3 separate regions of the Zea mays genome follow, and regions 1 and 2 are each linked to region 3. The links are chromatin contacts, called in public Hi-C maps. All regions are on one chromosome and are shown on one strand. The core of a region is the stretch at or near the end of the contact, and the rest is flanking DNA. Distances in the headings are between cores, read along the strand shown.

The links. Hi-C and Micro-C count contacts between places; a contact is called where the count stands out from the background.
Region 1: a Hi-C map of endosperm shows a contact between it and region 3, with 4 times the contacts expected there. The contact joins the promoter of LOC100278616 here to the promoter of LOC100273473 in region 3. A contact is called at or near these places in 2 of 25 Hi-C or Micro-C datasets (endosperm and leaf).
Region 2: a Hi-C map of ear shows a contact between it and region 3, with 2.6 times the contacts expected there. The contact joins the promoter of LOC103649859 here to the promoter of LOC100273473 in region 3. A contact is called at or near these places in 3 of 25 Hi-C or Micro-C datasets (bundle sheath, ear and tassel).

Annotation. Positions count from the first base shown.
Region 1 is chr7:32,707,130-32,709,829 of Zm-B73-REFERENCE-NAM-5.0, reverse strand. It overlaps LOC100278616, which reads right to left and starts at 1,272. Exons shown (of 2, transcript NM_001407528.1): 1 at 994-1,272. The coding sequence starts at 1,263.
Region 2 is chr7:32,346,928-32,349,627 of Zm-B73-REFERENCE-NAM-5.0, reverse strand. LOC103649859 reads left to right here and starts at 1,417. Exons shown (of 2, transcript XM_020541622.3): 1 at 1,417-1,728; 2 at 1,878-2,700. The coding sequence starts at 1,540.
Region 3 is chr7:32,566,472-32,569,171 of Zm-B73-REFERENCE-NAM-5.0, reverse strand. It overlaps LOC100273473, which reads left to right and starts at 1,308. Exons shown (of 3, transcript NM_001147910.1): 1 at 1,308-1,722. The coding sequence starts at 1,356.

The DNA.
Region 1 (2,700 bases), core at 23-2,522, 140 kb before region 3:
GACCTAATTATAACATAATAAGACATGGTATAATAAGTGTTGTTATTGCATAGTAAATACTTATACGAAGCTAACGCAACTGAAACATATCAAATCGGAGTTAAAACGAAGGAGTTATGAATTTCCTAAGGTTTTATGTGCTTTGTACAAGATTAAATAGAATATAAATTTTAATATGACTTTTATGCCAAAACAGTGGTACAAATGATAAACAATAATATTACAAAATTATAGCAATTGGAATGGACTAATTTGGACATCATACGAATTTTCTATGAATTAATTGAGCTTCTGCAATTATTTTTAAACTCAAAATCAATTTCTAAATTCTTTTTTCTTATTTTCTTTATCTCCTGGACTGCGCACACCAATACCAGGAAGCACAGGGGCTAATCTATGAAAATTCCTAGACTCACTCTACTTCTGCAGTGGACCGCGAGTTTGTTACCTAAAACAGAGGGTCCTATTTGTAAAGTCAGCGATCCGAAGGGGTATCATAAGTCCTCAGTCGTCCGATCAAGTGTGAACGGCCAGGATTAACTCCACTACCATGCAAACCGGTACGCAACCTAATCCCACGCACGTCCGATCGATCGGAATCGAACGACCCACGCCACATCCGACCAGACCGACATTCTGTTTCTAATCGCCACCGTTCTTCATCAGATCGACGGTACTGGGACCATCACCTACACCATACCAACCAGGCGGCGGTGCAGGGCAAGCCGCAGCGGCGATCCCACCGGCATAGGCCAATTCGGCGCCCCGATGCTCTAATCCATGGGTGATTTGGTGCCACATGATGAGGGAACGGAGTAGAACTCGAACGTGGAACCAATTTCTGCTATTAAATTCTCGACGATCCCAGCCACGGAATGGCGCGGCCCGCGGCGGCGCCAGGCTTCACAGAGAGCAATTCCACTAGCTCCGACGCAAGCCAACCAGTGCAACGCGATCCAGTACAAAGGAAGTTCAAGAGGGAGTAATTTGTACCGTGAATCCGGTGGCGCTATGCCCTAATCGCGGTGGAGGTCGAACCACGTCGGCAAAGATGGAGTCTGACAAGGTAGCCACCCTGCCTGGATACCCAATCGTGACCACCCACGCAGAGCCCAGGTACACGAGCTTTGGTGATTCACCGGCAAGCCAATACAGCCGCAGTGAGGTCGCAGATGGCCAGCGTGCGCGGCGGTCCTTCACAGCTCCCACCCCGCAGCGACAAATTTTCTTCTCTCTCTCGCTCTGATGTCCTCTGCACTCCATGGATGATGGGGGCAAGGTAGGGCCGACGGAAGTGTTTTTATACCCCAAGAACGGATAGAGTCCGAGCACGGATCAAGGAATTGGATCTACAACCTCGCGGTGAATTCGTTGATTCAGTTACGGAGCTCGTGTGGGAGATAACACGCTGTTGCAGTTGGAGAAGGTGAACAGGAGAGTCTGATGAGGGGGGCCCACTGTCAGCCCGAAGGTGCTCTCAACCCCGCACGGATGCGGAGAGCAGCGCACACGAGAGGGAGCCACTGACCAACGGGGCCCACATGGTAGAGTACGCGGGCGGGGATTGCTCGGCCGCGAGTGGGAAAAGGAAGTTGGGCCACGGAACGGATGGGCCCAAGCGGAGAAGCTTTTTCTTTCTTTTTCTTTTTTGATATCTATTTCAAATTCTTATTTCAAATCCAATTCAAACCAAGTTTGAATTCTAAAGTTCAAATTTATGCATAAGCAAAACCCCAACTTGATTCACAATTTCTACATAGTATTACTTTATTTATTTTATTACTATTTTAATTAGGTAATGTTTTCAACATGAAGTACAACACATTATTGCAATACATTATTATTTTGGGTGTGTACTCAAAATAAAAATTCTCCCTTTGTTTTGATAGGAACATTTTTAAATGTCTACTCTTTATTATGATTTATTTTAACTATCATTATTTTATTATGATCATCTACCTTTAAAAGGGTGAATTATAACGTCCAATTATTTATCAAGGGTACTTTGCTCAGATTTTGTCTACCAATCCCAAGTTTAGAATTTGGATGTTACAGCCCTGCACAGAGAAGAGATTGCATGTGTTATACCAGATGCATTACCAACATCTAACTACAATTTTGATACTCGCAGGAGTATGGAACAGTGCAAGATCAATTGTAGGGAACAATGGAGGTGGCAGAGCGAAACCCTATGCGGCGCCAAGGCTCTGCATATATTGAAACATCTTCGCCATCCTCTGCTGATCTGCCAGGCGGGCCTCCCGCTCTGCTTCCATCCTCGCCTCCATCTCTTGGTGTTCGCTCCTCTCTTCTTCTAGCTGGGTCTGTAATATTCCAAGACAATGTTATAGTAACTCAAAAAGAAGGTATATAACTCAAGAAATGGCGAGTTATAAAAGCACTAACCTCGAGTTGCTGTATGCGATGCTGTGAGCTGTCGTGCCGAGGTCGTATGGTTGGACTCGAGCCCGTGCTCCTTGCTCGCACCTAAGACAGAGTGGGAGTGGACGACGAGTCGATTGCCCCGTCGGCAATCTAGTACCGCCCATGTCTCTTGCCTCCTCCGACCCTCATGAGCACATCGGGGTCGATCTGCTCGGTGCTCGGATCATATTCTAGGCCATGGACCTCTTGCGCCATGGCGATGTAATCATGAAGACGACTGTAGACGACAGGGTTGCTGTACGCCTCGGGCCCGTC
Region 2 (2,700 bases), core at 168-2,667, 220 kb after region 3:
AGATTAGCGTGGCATGAAAACGAACTGACAAAGACTCGTATATTGGCTTCATCTACTAGAAGTTTCCAGTGTGAAGCAACCACGAGTTTTCCAAGTTCCTTGTGTACTGCTATGTGTGGATGGATTCTTTTCCTGTGGCCACAGAGTCACAGACATGATGCCTGTTGCTAAAGATGCTGGGCCCAGCCCCGGTCCTGGATCTGCCCATCTGCCCCTAGTTTCGTCTACTAGACTAGACTAGAAAGCACCACTGCTAGCTAAATTCACAAAAAGAATTTCCATGCTCATTGTCTACTGCTAACCAAGACGCCTAAAAAAGATTTCCAAGTTGCCTAAAAAATATCTCCAAGTTGCTTCTACGAGGCCAAGGCCTTTTAAAGAGGTGTTTTAATGCACTAGAACTAATAGTTAGTTAGCTAAAAATTATTAGTAAAATTAGCTGGCTAACAAATAACTACCTAACTATTAACTAATTTATTAAAAATAGCTAATAGCTGAACTATTAGGTAGGATGTTTGGATGTCTCAACTAATTTAATCCACTAAATATTAGTTTTAGTGCATTCAAACACCCCCTAAAATATTCTCAAAGTTTCTTATTAGGTGATGCTGGACCGAACATACATATGACCGTGCAAAACACTATTTCGTACTATAAATGGTACTATTTATAGTGTGGAGTTTAAAATAGAGGGTTAGATTGGGGTGCGATGCGACTGCTGAAGACAGCTTTCGCCCGCTGTTGGTTCTCACACTAACCTTTTCTTTTTTTTGTACTCGGTGCATGTATCCTATTATATTCTAAAAGCATGTAGCGTGCATGGACAAGGGGACACGAGACTGGAAATGGGGTGTTCGAGGAACAAAGCAACTGTGATGTGTTTTAAAGAGGTGTGGAGTTGATTTCTGTGTGAATTTTATTTTAAGTGGTCTATAGTTGATCTCTGTGGCTGGTCATTGCATCTGCTGCCAACTTTATTTGACTTGAGGTTTGTCCATTTGATAGACCTCTGTGTCTGCCTGATGATTTCAGGAAGAAGTTGAAACTGCAGTCTCCCCGTGCATGGCTGGGGTCTTCTGATGCTTTCTGGCTTTTGTTTGCCTCTGCACCTGCTGTTTGACTGTTCTCCACGGGACCTGCTGTTTGCACGGCAGTGGTCTAGTCTCTCCAACCCCAAAAACATAAACAGCAGCCGTTTCCTCTCTGGCGTCCACGCGCTGTGCTCTGCTGACCAGTGACCACCCAGGCAGGCTCATCCTAGTGATTGGTGCCTTTGCCGCGTGTACAGGGAGTTCTAGAAGCTTTTTATCCCGTGCTCTGGTCTTCTTCTAAGATCCGGTGTTCAACATGACCAAAAGCTACCCTCTGTATAGTTTCATGCCTTTGCTGAATTCCTTTTCCATCCGTGCACAAAAGTACAAGCGCTCGATTTGTCTTTTTGCTTTGTTGTCTGGTCATTGTCAAATATCACTGCAGCCCTCATTTGTTTTTTTTTTCACGTGCCACCTGGCAGATTCTCATATTGTTAAGTCGAAAAGGATGTTCATTTCGGCATTAATTAGGTCAGAAACACAGTCACTCATCAGTATTTTTCTTTCACACACCAACTCATGTGCACCGGTCACTACCAGACCCCCGTTGTTGGGCATCACATTCACATTTCCCTCAAGAATGTCTTTATATACACTTGTGAGAACTACTCATCACTTCCTTGCACTTCAGTTGAGGGTAGGTCCTTGCTCCTTTACAGCTAGTAAGCTAAATATTTTCTGGTGATCCATTGTTCCTCACCTCAGTGGAACACTTTTGATTCTGTCCAAGATTTTGTCCATATGTTTAGTCTCCTCATGTACAATTGTGTTTTTTTTTCTGAACAGGGAAGGGATGCTACAAATACTTATTGGATCCTAATGACCGAGATGGTCAGTTCTATGGTTGTCCAGGAGACAGTTAGCCAAATTCTATCCGGTCTGGTTCACAGCTACGAGGGCAAAGAAGACTCAAATCCAAATGATAACTTGGAGAGGCTTGAGATGGCGCATATCAAGCTGGAGGCAGCTCTTGAAACATGCAGCAAGTGGCACGTCACTGATTTGTCATTGCTGCGTTGGCGCAAGAAGCTGAAGCGAGCTGCTAAAGAGTGTGATGACACGCTATACAAATACAAGAAGATGATCCTCGAAGATGAGCAGATGGAACAGGAGGTTAGGAATTCCTACTTTCCAAGACGAATAGCACATGCTACCAAATCCTTTATTTTCTCTGGCTTTGGCCGCAACAGCTTTGAGTCCAGCAGATCTGCTGTTAGAAGATTTGAGTGGTTTGCAGACAGTGCTAGTGAGCTTCTGAGATTCATAGAGCTTGGTGGCACACCTTGCTGTCACATGCCATTCAACTCTTTTGCCAAGCACCTTTTTGCAGGCAAGGAACTACAACATAAAATTGTTCACGGAAACGAGTACCCATCGCTTCTACTATGGTTGGTGCCCTTTGTTACGGAAGAGCACGGAATAGAAGCGTGCCTGGTATTTATCAAGAAAGACAGAAATACGCTGGAGGATGAGTTTTTCTTTAGTGTAATACTGCAGCTTTCAGAAAGTACAGACATAGTTGGGACCGCAGTTAAGTGCTTGCAGTTGTTCCCCCACCATTTTCAGCCCACAGTTGATACTATCAAGAAAGAACTTACTCAGCTGAGTA
Region 3 (2,700 bases), core at 59-2,558:
CTATTATATATTTATTCGACTTTATACAGTTGCACGTGACAGGCTAACGGGCTGGCCCGGCACAGTCAGCAGGTCGGCATGACGTGCCTGGGCCAGAGCTATGGCCCGCGGGCGTCTGGCCCGTGCCGGGCCACCGTTTGACCATCTATAGGCGTGCAGCGGGTTAATTTGAAATAGTGTGAGGGGTTATTTGTAAAAAATGATGCGGGACGACCGTTGAAACTGGTGCTTTATGTATTGTATAGACAAGCAATTATTTGTCAGCAAAACAAAATCTACACTTGTGTTGAATGAAATAATAATTAATGAACTGTGTTAATTTGGTGTTGTAATGATATGGTATGTGAAATTGTGAGTATTATTTACTTTTTTTAGTGTTAAATTAGTCTAAAAGTAATCGGTAACTGATTATATTGTACATATCTATTTTTTGGCTCGCGAGCTAAACAAGTCAACTTGAGCTCGCAAAATCAAGCTTATTCTCTGACTTAGTTCTTTAATAAACTGAGTCAAGCCAGCTCATTACCTTAACGAGTCAGCTCGAGCTCGGTCGCGCTGGCTCGATATTCGGCCCGGCCAAACGACCAGTTTTAAAGCGTGTTTGGTATGGCTCAGCTCCACTCTAGAGTAGCCCTACTCCAAAATTCTGGGTGGAGCGAGTTTAAATTGCTTTATTATAACTAGTTGCAGTGACATATAAATAACTCAAAGCTATATGTTTATGTTGTTGTTTTTTAGAGATTTCACACTTCCGAACGATAAAAAGAGGTACTCTAAAAAATTTGTACTGGAGCTAAAATCTTCATAAAGTTTGTAACTTTGAAGCTAAGGTATTTGGTAGGGTCTCATGAGCTTCTATTTGGAGTTTTGATCTAGCACTACACCAAACACGCTATTATATATTTATTAGACTTTACACAGTTGCACGTGCTTTGCTACAGTTATGTTATATATCAATTGAGATATTTATTTAAATATAATTATTGTTTATTTCTAAACACTAAGATACACGTGGTTTGATGATTAGCTCTAAATTTTTAGAGTAGAAAAATATAGATTTCAGGACTCGCTCTACACTATTTTTTCGCGCCCTAAGGGCTGCACGGGCGGAGGGTCCACGCGTGGTATAGATAAAATTCATACTGTATCAATGGATAGACTTGAGTACATTGGCGTTTCCCAGCATCACTTTCCTGCCCATCCCTTTTTTTGAAAAAAAAATATATCGTTGCACTAAATCCAGCACGAAGTATCTAGTTATAAGCAAAATCCGCCACGGCAAGTCCTCGTTGCAACTCGCAATTGCAGACGCACGCTGATCATCAAGTCCAGCAAGGAAACAAACATAGAGCGTCATGGACGACGCGCAGTCCCGCTCCCATGAGCTAGCGACAGGATGGCCTCTTCTCCCCCAGCTGCTGGTGGTGCCACTCCTCCTCCTCCTCTGCCTGCTGTCGTCCGGGCGGAGGAGCAGAGAGCAAGGAGCAGCAGAACGAAGGCGTGCTCCCCCGGGGCCCCCGAAGCAGCTGCCGGTGCTAGGCAACCTGCTCCAGATAGGCAGCCGGCCGCACCGCTACTTCCAGGCGGTCGCGCGGCGGTACGGCCCCATCGTGGAGGTGCAGCTCGGGCGCGTGCGCACGGTCGTCGTCTCCTCGCCGGATGCTGCCAAGGAGGTCCTCCGGACCAACGACCTGCACTGCTGCAGTCGCCCCAACTCACCAGGCAAGTAGCTCAGCCCACACATCGCTGATAAGTTTAGGTTTCGCTCGCAAAATGCAAAAAAAAAGTGAAAATGATCCATTGAATAAGTATAGACACCCACCTTAGATTTATGACACGTATTTATTTATTTATCATGTTTTTAAAACGAAGTGTATATATATATTTTTCTAATTACTTTCCTCAATTTAAACAACAGTTTCATGTGTTACGTAGACATGCGTCGTAAATTTATGGATAGTTGTATAACGGGGATCGTCTTCATTCAATTTTTTTCCTAAAAAAAGAACTGGCCACGTGGGTCATGGGGCCTTATGCACGTGGACATATGCATGCATGACAAGAGTTCAGTCTTGGTTCCTGGTGGGATCAAAAGGGCATATGCACACGTTTACGGCCAAACTGTTTTTGGCAAAGCAAAGTAACATGTGTGGGACCGGATGGGAGGAGATCGTGGGATCACAGTTCACACAGTGAAAAAAGAGTATAGTCAACAGAGAAACTACTGTGCTTATATTGTTGTTTGTTACACACTCTGTCTAAAATAAAATTCGTTTTAGAGTGATACAATAATCAATTTATGTGTTTTGTATATATGTCTAGATTTATTATCATCTATTTGAATATAGACATAAAAATCAAGAGCTAAAACGGTTACTATTTTAGAACACAGAGAGTACTAATTACTCTCTATCTCAAATTAAAATCGGTTTTAAAATTTTAATGGATTCATATTATACTTCATGTATGTGTTTTACATATATGTTTAGATTCATTATTTGTTATCATATATGTAAAAAACATATATGTTTAGATTCATTATTCATTATCATATATGTAAAAAACTAATATTATTTTCGAATGAATGGAGTACTAGCTTACTAAAAATTAGTTAAAATTAGCTCCAATGTACCTAAACATGAGAGCTAAGAAGTAGGCTCACTATAGCAGGTAGCCATTTTCGCCGAAAATAAGGCCTTC